2 separate regions of the Mus musculus genome follow, and region 1 is linked to region 2. A link is a contact called in public HiChIP or PLAC-seq data. All regions are on one chromosome and are shown on one strand. Each heading gives the region's core, a stretch centred on a gene start, on an enhancer-like site or on the middle of the called end of the contact. The rest is flanking DNA. Distances are from core to core; before and after follow the strand shown.

What was found. HiChIP or PLAC-seq counts read pairs in DNA pulled down with a chosen protein or histone mark.
Region 1: an HNF4G HiChIP or PLAC-seq map of pancreatic cancer cells shows a contact between it and region 2. The contact joins the promoter of Slc25a25 here to the promoter of Fnbp1 in region 2. A contact is called at or near these places in 1 of 39 promoter capture datasets (cranial neural crest), 1 of 484 Hi-C or Micro-C datasets (embryonic stem cells) and 2 of 115 datasets of contacts at active chromatin or transcription factors (microglia and pancreatic cancer cells).

The regions. Positions count from the first base shown.
Region 1 is chr2:32,449,749-32,456,774 of GRCm38.p6, reverse strand. It overlaps Slc25a25 (solute carrier family 25 (mitochondrial carrier, phosphate carrier), member 25), which reads left to right and starts at 5,305. Exons shown (of 10, transcript NM_001164357.1): 1 at 5,305-5,708. The coding sequence starts at 5,451. Naif1 (nuclear apoptosis inducing factor 1) reads right to left here and starts at 6,318. Exons shown (of 2, transcript NM_194335.2): 1 at 3,826-6,318; 2 at 1,299-1,978. The coding sequence starts at 4,336. The coding sequence ends at 1,506.
Region 2 is chr2:31,136,474-31,144,037 of GRCm38.p6, reverse strand. Fnbp1 (formin binding protein 1) reads left to right here and starts at 2,030. Exons shown (of 17, transcript NM_001177648.1): 1 at 2,030-2,259. The coding sequence starts at 2,236.

The DNA.
Region 1 (7,026 bases), core at 4,056-6,555, 1.3 Mb before region 2:
CTGGGGCCCCACCTCATTCCACTCTCTGCAGCTAGCATTACACACGCCTCCTCGGAGAAGGGACAGTGGACAGCCACCTCACTGTCTCCAGGGGACCTCTTCCTGGGACAGCAGTGGAGCTAAGCATCTCAAAGTGTGCATGCGTGGAAAGGCAACTTGGCCTCTTTGCTTGGCTAAGATCTGGAACTTTGAGTTGTTGTCATTGGTCATGAGTGTCCCAGATGTGGCAGCAACATGGCGAATGGGGTAGAAACGTGGGAGCCTGAGGCCTCAGCATCGAAAGTTTGAAAGTGATCCAGATAAACCTTGCCTGGCAGAGCCTCGGAGAGAAGGTGGGAAGCCGGGCAACATGTACTTCAGCCCTCTGAGCTATGACCTGCTAGAGCACAGGTCTCAAAGGGCCACTTCCTATCTTCCACCTCTTACATTCAGGGACCGTCCTTGCTTTGGATTCGCTCAGCCAGTGGGGGGCAGGGAGCATCTTCAGGGCACCAGACACTGAGAAGCAGAGTAAGGGAGAGGAGTACTTGGGTGGGATGCTGAGCAGGGCTCTATGTGCAGTGGATTTCGGATGTGTGGTCCAGCGGAGGAGGAAGGTGGCGCCACAGAGCCTGGAGTCCTCCCAGAAAGGGTTCAGCTGTAGAATAAATATGACTGGCTAGAAGTGAGCTTTCTAAAGAAAAAAAAAAAAAAACTGATTATAAAATAAAACTAGAGGTTCACCTCAAGTACACTGCAGCAGGAAACAGGACTCCACAGGGCTTTGCCTTCTAACACTGACAGCACCAGAGGCTCTCCTGTGTCAAAGGCTGGGGATGGGTCAAACTATAGAACAGCTACCCAGAGGTGTCATGGAAGACTAGAGAGTGGCTAACCCACCACACACAGCATTCCTGAGCCAGGCCAGGCTGGCTGCATAAGTCTCAGGGCATATCCAAGAGCTGGGCTGTGTCTGGGTGGTTACAGCAGTCAAGAGAGGAGTCCCCTGAGAATGGAGGCACAGTGAGAAGGAGAAAGGACTGGGAACTCCCAGTGGCGCTGGGAGACATTCTTATTTGGGTGTTATTGCATTTCTGCCAGCGACATTGGCAGGGTGGCACTCAGAAAGACGGTGCACCTGAGGTGGGGCAGCTCGCTGAGGATCGTGTGCTGAGACATAGCCCCAGTGAGAACCAGTCTGACTTTAAAGTTGTTCTAAAGAGTGTGGGTGATGTCTCAAGCCTTCGATCATGTCAACCCATGTCCCATCACCAGCATACATGGCTCCCAACTAAAATCTTCTCAGCAAGGCAGCTCCAGAGGTTGAAGTGAGATATATTGGGTTCCAGGAGCCCAACAAATTAGTTTTCCCAGTCTCCTTCATTTTTCTCACACCAACAAACCCCATGTATCTATCCAAGAGGGAGCTATCCACGTGGCCCACTTAAAGCCGCCCATAGAAACCACTTAAAATTCCATAGACGTGTCCTTCAATCACAAGCAGAGTACTGGCTTGACCTCTGCCTTCACTGGATGATGCTGTCTGGCTGCCCATTCTGGGCCACCGGTCCAGGGGCAGAGGCTGGGGCTGGGTTGGGAGTGTTATTCTGTAGGTAGCGTCGGAAATCTTTAATCATGGGCCGGAGGACCTGGATGAGGACACTCAGGGCCGCCTGAGTGCCCTCCATGGCCTGGGCCTGCCGTTCCTGGGCACAGGCCTGCACCTCCTGAGAACGCCGGATCATCTGTAGCAGGCCATTCTGCTGCTCCAGGTGCTGGGCGATCTCCTTTATGTGCAGGTTGGTGACCCGCTGCTCCTGGATCAGCTTGGCTGAATTGAGGGCAATACGGCTTTTAAGTGCCTGTGGTTTGACAGATGTGTCTGGGGGCTGGGCTATCATCTCCACCGGGGCCTCTGTTGGCAGGGGTGGGGGCGCTTCAGCTGTGCAGTACTCCACCACTCCCTCCTCCAGCGTGTGGTAGGTGGTCTCGGTGGGGACTGCCGGGAAGAAAGAACAAAACAAGAGGTGGGTCACCTTATGGAAGGAATGTGGCTGACTCTGCAACACAGCGAGGAGGCCATTAAACCCTGTGCAGCAGCGGGCAAAGGGAATTCTGGCCTCCCCTGGCTGTATTCACATAAAACCACAGAATCTGAGAGGTTCAGCTCCTTTGTCCTTCAAGGCTGGGATAGAACCCAGGCCTTGTACATGCTAAGTATATGTTCTACTACTGAGATACTTCTCCAACCAGGTTTCAGGATTTCCCTCCACCAGATCTGACAAACGCAGAGATGCCAACAAGAATGGCAGCATTAGAACAGCAAATCCTAAGACTGATACAGGTTGCCACACTAGAATATTTGCATACCACTCCATACTCTTTAGCTCAGTGAATCCTCCAAGTGACAAGAGGTAGACACTGTCCTCTTCAGTTTCAGAGAAGACAACAGAACCACTGGGCTGCTTTGAGCCTGTCTGTATGACCAATCAAAGAAGGATGAGGGCCATAGCAGCTCACGTGTCCAGAAAAGTGTCTCCCTGTCTCCTTAAACACATTGGTCCATAAGATCCCTGAGCATCCTTGCAGATGCTGTTCAAGAACAGTACCTGACTTAGACCAGTGCTTTTCACCCATTTCTGACCTCATATGGACTAAAGAAATATGCAGAGGAGAGCATGCACCCACATACCCCTGGAGAGTCTGGTTGATCCAGTTCAAAGCCCGTCATGACTAAGCAGAATTCAGAGGTGAGGGCAGACACAAAACCTTATTTCAGACACAAAACCCAACCAGCTTGTTCTGTTATCATTCGTCAAAGAGAACCTCGGGAGGAATGCTCATTGTTTGGGCCTTTGTGTATGTGGGAGATGTCAATCTTGTTTACCTTTTAAGAAACTGTGTATACATGTTCATGTATATGCAGGTACACATGTGCACACACACACGTGTTTGTGTGCATATGGAAGGAGATTAAAAGACAACCTCAGGTGCTGTTCATACCTTTTCTTTCTTTTTTTAAAGTTCATTTCCTGGCCTAGAACTCTCTAAATAGGTGAGGCTCCCTGGCTCTTGAGCCCTAGGGGTTTCCCACTTGAATGCTAGGGTTACCAGCATGAACCTCCCCACCTCCTAGTTTCCCTACTTCTCAATGCCATCAGCCATGTGTTCCCCTCACACCAGGAAATCCCTTTTTCTTGTGAGTCCTTGGCTTTTCCTATCTCATAGTAAAGCCACACACATACACACACACACACACACACACACACACACACACTTCATCTGCCCTAGTAGAATATAATTGGTCTATATATTTAATTTCTTGCAGTGTTAAGCAAGGACTTTAACACTGAGCTATCTCTCTAGCCTCTAGGGAATGTTAACTATTTTGGTATTTCTGGTGCCCAGCATAAACAGCTTGATGGACAAATGGATAGACAGGTATCACGAAGCTCCTGAGAAATGCCTGGTGTTTGTTTGTATACTGAAAACACAGAATGTCTTTGTACAGAATGGGTGTCTCACTTGGGCAGTATTAGTCCTAGTTAGTCATTCAACAAGTATATCCTGGCTGCCTATTAATATGAGGTCCTAAGTCCCGAGGGGCTACAGACAATCTCTGCCTTCAACACTACATAGGTCAGCATGTGGGAGATCCAGCTAGCCACATGCTGAGGAAGACCCTAAAAGAACAAGATCAGTCTGGGGAGTTCTTGGAAGACCTCATGGTCTTTCCAAGATCGCCATCTGACTTTTGACCTTTGGCAGCCAATTTGCCCCAGGCTGTCCCAGTATTGCTGGCCCGTCCCATTTATGCAGCTGAATTGAGCAGGAGAGCTCACTCACTCTGTGTCAGGGTGACGGTGGCTGCGGCTGTAGTGGCCGTGGATCCGAGGGCCACGGGATGGATCTCTGTGGTACTGGGTAGGCTGATGATGGTGGCCTCACCCAACAGGTTGCAGATCCTCTGTTGCATAGGGGTCAGCAGTACAGGAGCTATGGCTGTGCCACTGCCACCACTGCCACTGCCTGTCCCAGGCCCACCAGCTCCATCATCTTCTGTGGGCCCTGGAGCTTCGCCACCTTCTACAGCAGCTCGGACTTGGGCAACCTTGCGACGGACCTCGGTCTTGAGGTCGGACCACTTCTTCTTGACTTCGGGCAGCTCCCTACGGCAGGTGGCCACAGCGTTGACCCTTCTCAGGATGCCATGCCAGGCTGCACTCTTGGCAGCCAGAGGGACCCCAGCATTGAAGTGGTTCACCAGCAGGTGCTTCTTCAGTTCCAGTTCCTCCACGATGATCTCCACTTCCCGCTCTGAAAAGTTCATCTTCCTCTTCTTGGCTGGGACAGCCATGGCCTCCCCTTTCCTCTCTTTTTAAAGAAATTATAATGCTCTTAACAGCCCCAATTTCTCTTCTCTTCTTCCTCAGCCTCGCCTCTCTTTCACTCCCACCCCCTTTAGGGGGACAGGCAGGGCTTGTTCAAGGCCAAGTACCAGGCCTTAAGTAACCCCCCTCGCTACGCAAAGTGCGTAGGGCCCAGCCCTGACCGGCCCGACCGCCGCCAGCCAGCTGCGTAATGGCTTCCTGAATCTGCCTCTTCCGCTGGGGTGTGCGGAGATCCGCCCACTTCCCTTCTTCCCGCCCCTCGGCACATCCCTGAGAAGCCCCGCCCTCCAGGTTTGGCGTGGCTCAAATATCTGGCCGATCACTGGCTCTCCAGGCCTGCCATTCCTCCTAGAGGACACACCTCTTTGCTAGAACTGGCCTGGTCATTGGTCTAAAGTCTTGTCTGTCGCTTCAGGATGTCCGCCCACACGGACATTATTCACTTCCATTGGAAAAGCAGACTGTCGTTCAGTTCGTGTCGCGACTATTACGTTGTAAAATTCAGTTGTTTTATTGGCAGTTTAGAAGACTCCTAAAGCTTAGCCTCCTGATTTTGATTCGTGTTCTCGGTTTCGAGTCGTCAGCCCGTTAAATTTTCATTTTATTCAATGGTGCTGTGTTTTCTAACTTCAGTCCACAGTTACCCTCATATACATTTCATTTCCACTGTTAGCTACGATCTCTCCTTACACAACGCTCCTCTCAGCCTCATCATTCCGCAGTCTAAATAGAGCTTCTGAATGGGAATTGGACACAAGGCTTTCTGCTTGCCTATTACCCAGCTTCAGCCAATCCCCGGCTCCCTCAGTTTGAATCGCCTTCGAGCTGGCACGGTGACTCCGCCCCCTCATTGATCCCGGAGCCGACATACCGGCCTATGATTGGTCGGCAGTGCGCCAGAGGGCGCGGTCAGCGCCTCTGCGCGCCGCGGGGCGGGGCTCCCGGAAGCGGCCCCTCCCTCCAGTCGGCCGGCTTCTCGGAGCCCGCGCTCGCTGTCTGAGGAAAGCCGGCGTGCTTCCGCGCTCGGGTCGCTCTCCTGCCGCCTTCAGCCCGGCGTCCGGCGCCCCCGCCTCGCGCCCGATGGTGAGCAGTGTGTTGTGCCGCTGCGTGGCCTCCCCGCCGCCGGACGCCGCCGCCACCGCCTCGTCGTCCGCCTCGTCGCCGGCTTCTGTAGGGGACCCGTGCGGCGGCGCCGTCTGTGGCGGCCCGGACCACCAGCTACGCCTGTGGAGCCTCTTCCAGACACTCGACGTCAACCGCGACGGCGGCCTGTGTGTCAACGACCTGGCGGTGGGGCTGCGGCGCCTGGGACTGCACCGCACGGAGGGCGAGCTCCGGGTAAGTCTGCGTGCGCCGTCCGCGCGGGCGGGGAGGATCCGGGAGGTCTTGAGGAGAGAGACCGACGCCAAGGGGACGGGTCGGGACCGCAGGACTTCTCGGGCTGCTTTCTGTAGCCTGTCAGGTTTCGACGGACGCTGCTAGAGCTGAGCGGAACCCCTGGTGTTGGGGGGGATAGTGTCCCTCCACTGACAGATGGAAAGGAAATTCACACCTTGTTAGTGTGGGGCTCCTCAGGTGGGAGATGGGGCCGTGAGAAAAGCTCGTCGTGGCTACAGATGGGCACCCTTGGGTCTCTTTGATGGACAGAAAGCCCCCTCTACTTCCCTCTAGATAGAAGGACAGATAGATCTCAAGATTGCCCTACGGACCTCAAGGCCAAGTTGGTGCCCATCCTCCCTCAACACCTAGGTTCCTATCCACCCATTCTCATTGGCACCCCTTGTCTGTCTGTCTGTCTCTCGCTCGCTCGCTCTTCTCCCCCCACTCTCGTTTCCATGCCACCGGTGCCTCTAATCTGGTTGCTCACAGAGACATGTGGGTGTTGGGGAAGAAAAAAATGGGAACTGGGGTTCTAGGCAGATCAGTGTGGATGTGGGTGATGAAGACTGAACAGTTCTTTCTCATGGCTTAGACCCAGCCCCCCACTGCTGTTTCAGAACACTGGGTCATGATCCCTTTGTCGAATTGGAGTGCGAATATGTTAAAGAATCTGAAGAAAGATTCTTTTTTTGTTTGTTCGGTTGGTTTTGGGGATTTTTTTTTTCTAGACAGTGTTTCTCAATGTAGTCCTGGCTGCCCTGGAACGCCCTCTGTAGACCAGGCTGGCCTCGGAATCAGAGATCCACCTGCCTCTGCCTCCTGAGTGCGCCGGGATTAAAGGCCTTTGCCACCATCGCTCAATTGGAACTTTTTTCAAAAAATGAAAGTTAGATACATCTAAGGATATTTGTTGGCTGGAAAGGGATGGGCCAAGACTGGGAGACAGGGGTGGAGAAATGGCCATTTCTGGGTCTGCAAGAAACAGAACTACTATCCTTCCTGCACAAGAAGCCCTGAGCAGTGGCTTTTTCTTCCCTTTCTGTTTCATGTTGGTTTTTCAGTTTGACTTTAACTGTGGCTTCCCTTTACCAAGTGTTTCATTATTGTGGCATAGACTGGCTTACAATCTGGGGTGATTCTAATGAGCAGTTTGCCTGATAACCAGTTTGTGGCCAAAATTAGTATTTGGTTCATTTGTATGTACAGTAATTACGAATTTCATAGCCAAATATGAAGAAAACCTGGTAAGGTGGCAGTGAATTATGCCAGTTTGTTA
Region 2 (7,564 bases), core at 781-3,280:
TTCTTTCTCTTCAGGGCACAGGTTGCTTTACCTCCTGGCTAGCCTATTTTTTCAAGTGGTCATTCTAGTTTTCCGAAGTCAAGATTAGATCATTTCGTGGACGGAAAAGGAAACGACTAACAAGCGGGGAGAGAGGCAAGGTGATAAGGATGCCAGCAGGCAGGGTCTCCCTACAGTGGTCATTTTCAGCTTGGAGAAAATAAAACCCAGTGACATTGCGGGCCCTGGGGAGATGGCTAAGGGAGACTAAGAGTATTGGCTGCCCCCCCAGAAGACCTAGGTTTGACTCTCCATCCCCATGAGTGGTTCACAACCATCTGCAGGTCACTTCCAGGGGTCCCAAGGGCCCCAGTCATGAATGGGTGCGCTGATACACATGCATACGGAACACAAAACAACCCTGCGGCGTGGTTAACATTGCTTACAGTCCCAAGCCCTCCAGCTCACCCTTGCCATAAGTCTGCCTTGGAAGGAAGGTGCCTGACCATCCTGATGCTTGCATCCCTGGCAGGCGAGGGAGTCAAGAGTGCTCAGACCTGGTAAATGTGGGAGCAAAATACTTCAAACAGACACAGAGGGTGGAGGCCATGTCTTGAGGCTGACAAAAGACAGACCAGAATAGTTTTGATAGTTGTAACTGCCTGGCAAAGGAAGTAGGAGGTCCTGAGGTTTAAGGCAAGGTTTCTCAGCTCCGCCCCTCCTTCCTTTTTCTTTCTTTCTTTTTCCTTTTCCAACAAATTTATTATTTTGTGCTTAGTTTTGGTTTTTGAGACAGGATCTCACTATGTAGCTGTAACTCATAGAGATCCACTTGCCTCTGCCTCCATACCTCACCATTATTGTTTACCATTGTTATTTTATTTTAGCTGAGGTTTTCCCCTTTGTGGACCAGGTCATCCTACTTGGTATTTACTATGTGGCTCAGGTTGGCCTTGAACTTGCAGCAGTCTTCCTACCTCTGCCTCAGGAGTGTTAGGACTGGTTAGGAGTGTTAGGTCTGGGACGGCACACACTGGGCTGAGATTCACCCTTTAAGGAGATTTAACTCACTGTTGGAAAAAGATGAACGGGTTCAGGATAACAGGGAGTGGAGAATTGTGTAGAAGAGGGTCACGACTCTGGAGGAGAGGTCTCGGAATTCAGAGAAAGAAAGATTCTGAGGAGACAGTTGGAAGCCCCCAGATTCTCCACAGCATGTGAGAAATGACATTCTGTGGAGTTTTGGAAGAGTTAATGAGATGGTTCCCATTCTGCGTCAGCCACCCACTGGCCAGTTCACCTCCTCTGTTCACATCACTAGGCCTGGACTGGTAGACACTGCCTCCTTTTGGCAGCTGAGGCTCTCCCCCAGATAGAGGTGAAACCTGTTCTAGACCACCCAGCCAAAGAGTGCAGAGGCTGAATTTGAACCCTCCAAAGTCCCTGTGGGCCCTTCAGAGATTCTGCTGTCCTTCAGCAGGGTAACAACTTCACTGCCGAGATTCCTGGCCAAATAGGCAGAAAAAGGCACTGGTTATAATTCTTTGGGCTCACATTCCCGAGTTCTTTCCCTGGGTTCCTGGATCTGCTGGATTGCTGTTCCCTTCAACGTCCTATGTACACTGTGCACCGACGTCACGGTCCCAGGCCCCACTCCTACGCGCGCGCTGCCGAGCTCTTTGGGCCTCCACAGTGTCTGGATAGTGGAAGAAGCCACTCCGGGAGCTTCTAAGGTGGGCGTCGGCGGCCACCTGGCGAAAGTTCTGAAATGCAAAACAGCGCTAGGCGCGATGGGTAGAAGGCAGATGGCGATGGAGGGACGTGATCACCAGCAGCCCAGTCTGCAGACAGAGAGCGCAGGTCCCAAAAGAGTTGGGCTCGCTGGTTGCCGAATACCGATGACGAGCAGGAGTCCCCAGGGGTTCACGTCCTTCCAGACCCCCGGGGCAACTGCGCCAAAGGGAGCCTGTGGGCGGGACGGTATGCACGAGCTGTCAGTCCGGTCCCGCCCCGTCCCGCCTCTCGTCCCGCCCCATCCCGCCCCTCAGCTCCGGTGCGGGGCGGGCGCGCTGCGGCGGTCGCTGCTGCTGCTTCCTCGGGCCATTTTGCTCCGCGCGGAGCGACGAGAGGTTGCGAGCTCGGGCTAGAGGAGGCGCGGGCCGGGGGAAGCGGCGGGCTTTCCGCATTCACAAGGTTCGGAGGGCCGCAGCGATCGCCGGCGAAGGGGGTCGGAGGCCCCTTCCCGGTCCCTGCACCATGAGCTGGGGCACTGAGCTCTGGGTGAGTGAGGGGCCGGGCCGCGGGCGGCCTGGGCGGGAGGCGCATCGAGGGGCCTCGGCGTGCGTCGTCGCCCAGCAAAGAGGGAGCGCGGATCGGGTGGCCCCGGCGGCCTCGGGGCGGCGTGGAGCTGGGTCCGGGCTCCCGGAGCGGCAACCCGCGGGCGTTCCCCGGGGGCGTGGGGCCCGCGCTGTGCCGGGCTGCGTAATTGCGCGCGCCCCTGGCCGGAGCTCTGGGGCCGATCTATACGCTTGGAGGTGCGGGCGGATCCCGCGCTACTCCCGGGGGCGGGGCGGCCTGGCAGGCGCAGGGTTTCGGGTCTCGGGGGTACCGGTAGCGAGAGGTAAGGTCTTCTCTCTGAAAGTGAGGACTTTAGCCCCGAGGCGGTTGGAGCGCACTTGTATCTTGGAGACAGCTCAGATTCTGAATTTGAGGGGGGCTGCGGTGTTTGGTCCGCAGGGGGACAGCGGTAGGGGAGATCATAAGATAGCACGGAGGGACGATTGCCGGGGACCTGGTTCTGTCCTGCTGCCCAGAGGAAACGAAACGGTTTCGAGAGGGGATAATCTTGCGAGGATCCTTCCTTTGGGGGTGCAGGTGGGTTAGTGATCAGCTTGTATCTGGAAACGGTCCCATCGAGGGCGATCAGAGGACGCCAGGACAGCTCTCAGGGCATCTCCGGGAAAGGGAGGCCGTTGGCCGAGGGGCAGGGCCTGTTGCCCTGCCTTCCTCTGGACTCGAGCACGGGGAAAGGCTGGTCATAGGCGTGCGGTGCAATGGCCTGGGTGAAGGTGGGGAAGAAACCGCGGTTACTGCGCTGAAATGTGCCCGAGACCAGTCCTTCTCAGTGATGAATCCTAAGTGCCCGCTGACTACCTTTCTGAATTCCATTTGTGAAGGGTGTGGAGGGATAAAGTATGGGGTGGTGTTGCCATCCAAGATGAGGCCAAGAAATGCCGTGTCAAAATAAGGTTAGGGCAATTAGGGAAATGCTGTGCATCCCCCTTAAATTATTTTCTTTGCCTTGATTGTTTTTACATAACCATTCCTTAGACTACAGTAGCTTCTGCTAATACTAAAATCCCGGGAGCATTGGCTCCCAAGATAACTCATTTCATAAACATCCTCTGTCAAAGGGGTTCCCATTCATTCGGCTGTCAAAATGTCAGGTGACCGGGGCAAATGCCCATTTTGAAAATAAATGTAACGCATAGTTTGAAAGCAACTTGTACACACCCACAGTAGGCAAAACTGTTCGCCTATGCGTGCTATTTTCTTTTCTGATTTGGGGGTGTGTGGTTTGGTTAGTTGATTGGGTTTTGGTTTGGTTTGTTTTTCTTTCACACCGTGGTGGGGGCACATCAGAAGTCAAGGTCAGCAACAGAATGGAAGTCTGGGCATGTGTTCAAACAGCAGGGCATAACTCTGAAGGCAGAAAATACTTGGTTCTTGAGCGACTTAGGGAGGTGGATATTTTGTAGCCATATTGGTGAAGGATGTAGCTGGTGACCCAGGCGAGGGCAGGTATAGCTGGGCTAAAGAGCTGACATCATGGCTGTTCTTCCTGCATCTTTGAGGAGTGGAAAACAGGAGGACGTCAAACACAGGAGCCACTCCTGGTGACTCACACTGTAATCCCCAACTCTGGAAAGGCTGAGGCAGGAGGATTGCTGTGAGTTTGCATCCAGCCTGGAATACATAGTGACTCCCAAGTCAGCAGGAGCTACGTGCGTAGTAAGGCCTTGTCTGAAAAAGCAAAACAAAAAGCTACCAAGGATGTGACTCAGGTAAAATACTTGCCTGGCCTGGACCTGGACAAGGCACTAGAGATTGAACCTAGCACCAGAGGTGGAGAGAAGAGAATGTCAGGAAGTATTTTAAATGGTGAGAGATATAAAGTATTTGTATTTAGCTTACTTGATAAATTTGTGAGTTTTCTTATAGCCAATAGCAGATTGGCCTGCCATACTGTAGATGAAGTATATGGAAATGAGAAAATAAAAAGGGTGACTTAATTTTTATTTTTGGTTTTGTTTTTAAGGCATGGTGAGTACAGGCCTTTACCTTTGGGTAGCTTATAGTTTAATGGAAGGAATAGGTGAGCGTGTTATGATACTATCAAGAAAAACTAGTGCAAAACATGGGTTTTGAGGCAAAAATACTCACTATTAGCTCTCTTAAAACAGTTTTACAAAAAGAAAGGAAAGAAGGAAAGGAAGCCAGCCTAGGGGGATGAGGGAAAGCAGGGTTGAAGAGGCCCGCTGTCTCCGGCTGGGTCTAGTGGTCAGAAGCTTGGATGTGCAGTATCCTGGCGGCCAGGCCAAGGCCCTGATTGAGGGTTTTCCTTACTTGGTGGCTTTGGGACCTCGCTGTGGTAATGAGATAATGATGGGTCGCTAAAGTCTCACTTGGCAGAATGACACTTCTGGATTCGATGGCACAGTTTGGGTGGCCGCAAGTGATTGGCGGCAGGTGGCCTCAGCGCTCATGACTGGCACCGATCTTAACAGATTGTATGCAGTCTTGGGACTTTAGTGAAAGTCCAGCAAGGCCCTGAAAAAAAACTCTTCTGGTTTCAAACACTTGTTCTAGGTAAAAAGCCCACTCTTAAGCCACATCCTGCTTTGTTGAGGACGACACCCGTTTCTTCTAAAAACCTCATGGCAGAAAGCATTCACAGTCTAGGCGAGCTTTTGAAAAAGTTAGAAAAACTTTTGTATCAAGAGTGAACTAAAGCCAGGCCTGCTGGCTCAGGTCTGTAATCCCAGCTAGTGGGAAGCAGAGACAGAAGGACTGAATGTTCAAGGCCCACCGGAGCAACTTATAGTGAGTTTATGTCAAAAATTAAGAACACGGAAAGGGGTGGGGCCATAGCTCAGTACTAGAGAGTTTGCATAGCACACACATGAAGCCTGGGTTCTACCCCTGGTACTGGGGTGGGGAAAAGACAAAGTGTAAATGGCAGGTTTGAATCGTATTTGTTGATGTAGTTATTTATTTCTGTTTTGTTTGAGACACGGTCTAACTGTAGCCCTGGCTGAGGTGGAACTCATTATGTAGACTAGGCTGGCCTCGAACTCACAGACATCCTCCTGCCTCTGCCTCTGCCTCTGCCTCTGCCTCTGCCTCTGCCTCTGCCTCTGCCTCTGCCTCCTTAGACAGCAGTTTTTAAAGTGATTAGGTTAAGGCTGAAGCCTGAGGTCCAGGATAGATTGCTTGCCCAGCATGTAGGAGGCTCTAGGTTCATCTCCAGTGTGGCAAAAAGAGAAAAAGGAAGATCAGTTCATTGCAAGCTTCAGCACCCTTCCTGTCGTCGGGTTAAAAGAAATCTTTTCTGTAACTCCATAACGTTGAACAACTGCTAAGTTCAAATGGCCCAAGCCTCGCCGCTGTGAGCCCCTCATACAGGCTGGAGGATGGCACTTACCTTCCTGACAGCATTTGCTAGCCTGGGACATCAAAATCTCAAGGGACATTTATGTTTCTACAAAAGATTCGTCAAAACAGAGCTGGGTGTAGCTCATTGGTGCTGTGCTTGTTTAGCGTATGTAAGACCCTGAGCTAGATTGGTGTGTGTGTATGTATGTGTGTAATGCATAATATAGTGTATGTATTATATATATATATATATATATATATATATATATATATATATATAATTATTAACATGTATATGTATTATATAACATTAAGTGTTTTATATATATTTGTATACATATATTCTTAGATACCTTAAAATAGGCTTTTTTAGAATGGTTTGAGATTCCCAGAAAAAGTGAGTAGGTGATAGAGAGATTGTCACCTCCCCTGTGCTCTTTGTCCCCAAATGAACACTGTCTGGCTACGTTTCTCCTTTATCCCCTACACATGTGCTTTGGCACACACTCCCACTCCCACCACACACACATAAACACACACAGAGACGCAAGTTTGAAAACTGTATTTGAAAAGCAGTTTCTTTCCTGTGGTTCATAGCACTTGGGCCTGGTAGCTCTAGGAGTTATATTAGGGCCCTTTATAATGTGCCAAGTGTTAAACTAGGCAATACTGATTCTTTTTCGACCGGAAGTGGTGTCTGGTTTGGGAGAGGTGTGAGCTCTGCCCTTGACTTCTAAATGGGCCTAGATAGAACACTAACAGCCCATTCCCAAGTCTTCCTCAGTGCCCTGGCCTCTCTTGACCCTTCACAAAGTTTCTGTTTGGGATGAGCACAGCAAGGCCAGCAGCACAAAGTCAGTCATTCCTTCTTCCCTGGGACAAGCTTTGCACCCAGCCCTTCTGGTTAACAGAAACAAGGCAAAGCCAGTACCACTCAGGCAGACCAGGGACCCGCACGCCCTGCACGTTTGTAAATTAGCTCTGAAGCCGGGGATGCCCTGCGTTTGCGCTAGGGAGACTTCTGCGTCTGCCCATGCTGACCGTGGAGCTCTCGGGAGCTCACACCTGGCCTTAGTGAGCTGTGGGAAGGACTGAGACTCCAGCCCAGCATCCTCGACTCCTAGCTCAGCCCTGATGCCTGTTTTCCGGCAAGCATAGCTCACAGCCCCGCCCACACGAAAGAATTAGGCTTGATTTTTGACACTGAAAAATTGCACACTACCAAGAATACACAGATGCCCTGGGGAATTAATCTAATTAGACTTTAGAATGTGAGTGTGAAGTCATCAGGAATTTGTATGGAGGTATTCGTTTCCTGTTTTAGTACCCAAATTTGTATGAGCTAGACTCCTAGTGTGATAAGACACTTTAAATCCTGAAGGCAGAGTCTTGCACTATATAGTTTAGGCTGGTTTAGAACTCATGATATAGCCTGAACTTTTCCCCGCTCAGAAAACTTCCTGCTTCAGTTTCTAAGGTGCTGGGATTACAGGTTTGAGCCACCACACCCAGCAGAATACCCACCTTGTTTTCTTGCAAAGGGCAAGATATCCTTTACATTTAAACTATAACCTTGGACCTGGGTTCAATTCCCAGCACACACACACACGTGGTGGCTCACAACCATCTGTAACTTCAGTCCTAGCGGACTGGATGCCCTCTTGCGCTCTCAGTGCTCACCAAGCACGAAAACAAAATACCCAAAAATTTATGTGCATTAGAATATTAAAAAATTAAACCAAATAAACAACGTCGTCCCGTCCCCCCCCCCCCCCCCCCCCCCGTAACCCAGGCGAGTAAGGGCGCGCTGCCAAGCCTCAGCTGAGTTCCATAAAGTCAGGGAAACCTGACTCGTGCAGGTTGTTCTCTGACTTTCACACGCAGGCTGTTAACAGCACAGGCGCCCCTGACACACAGACAAATTAGTGAA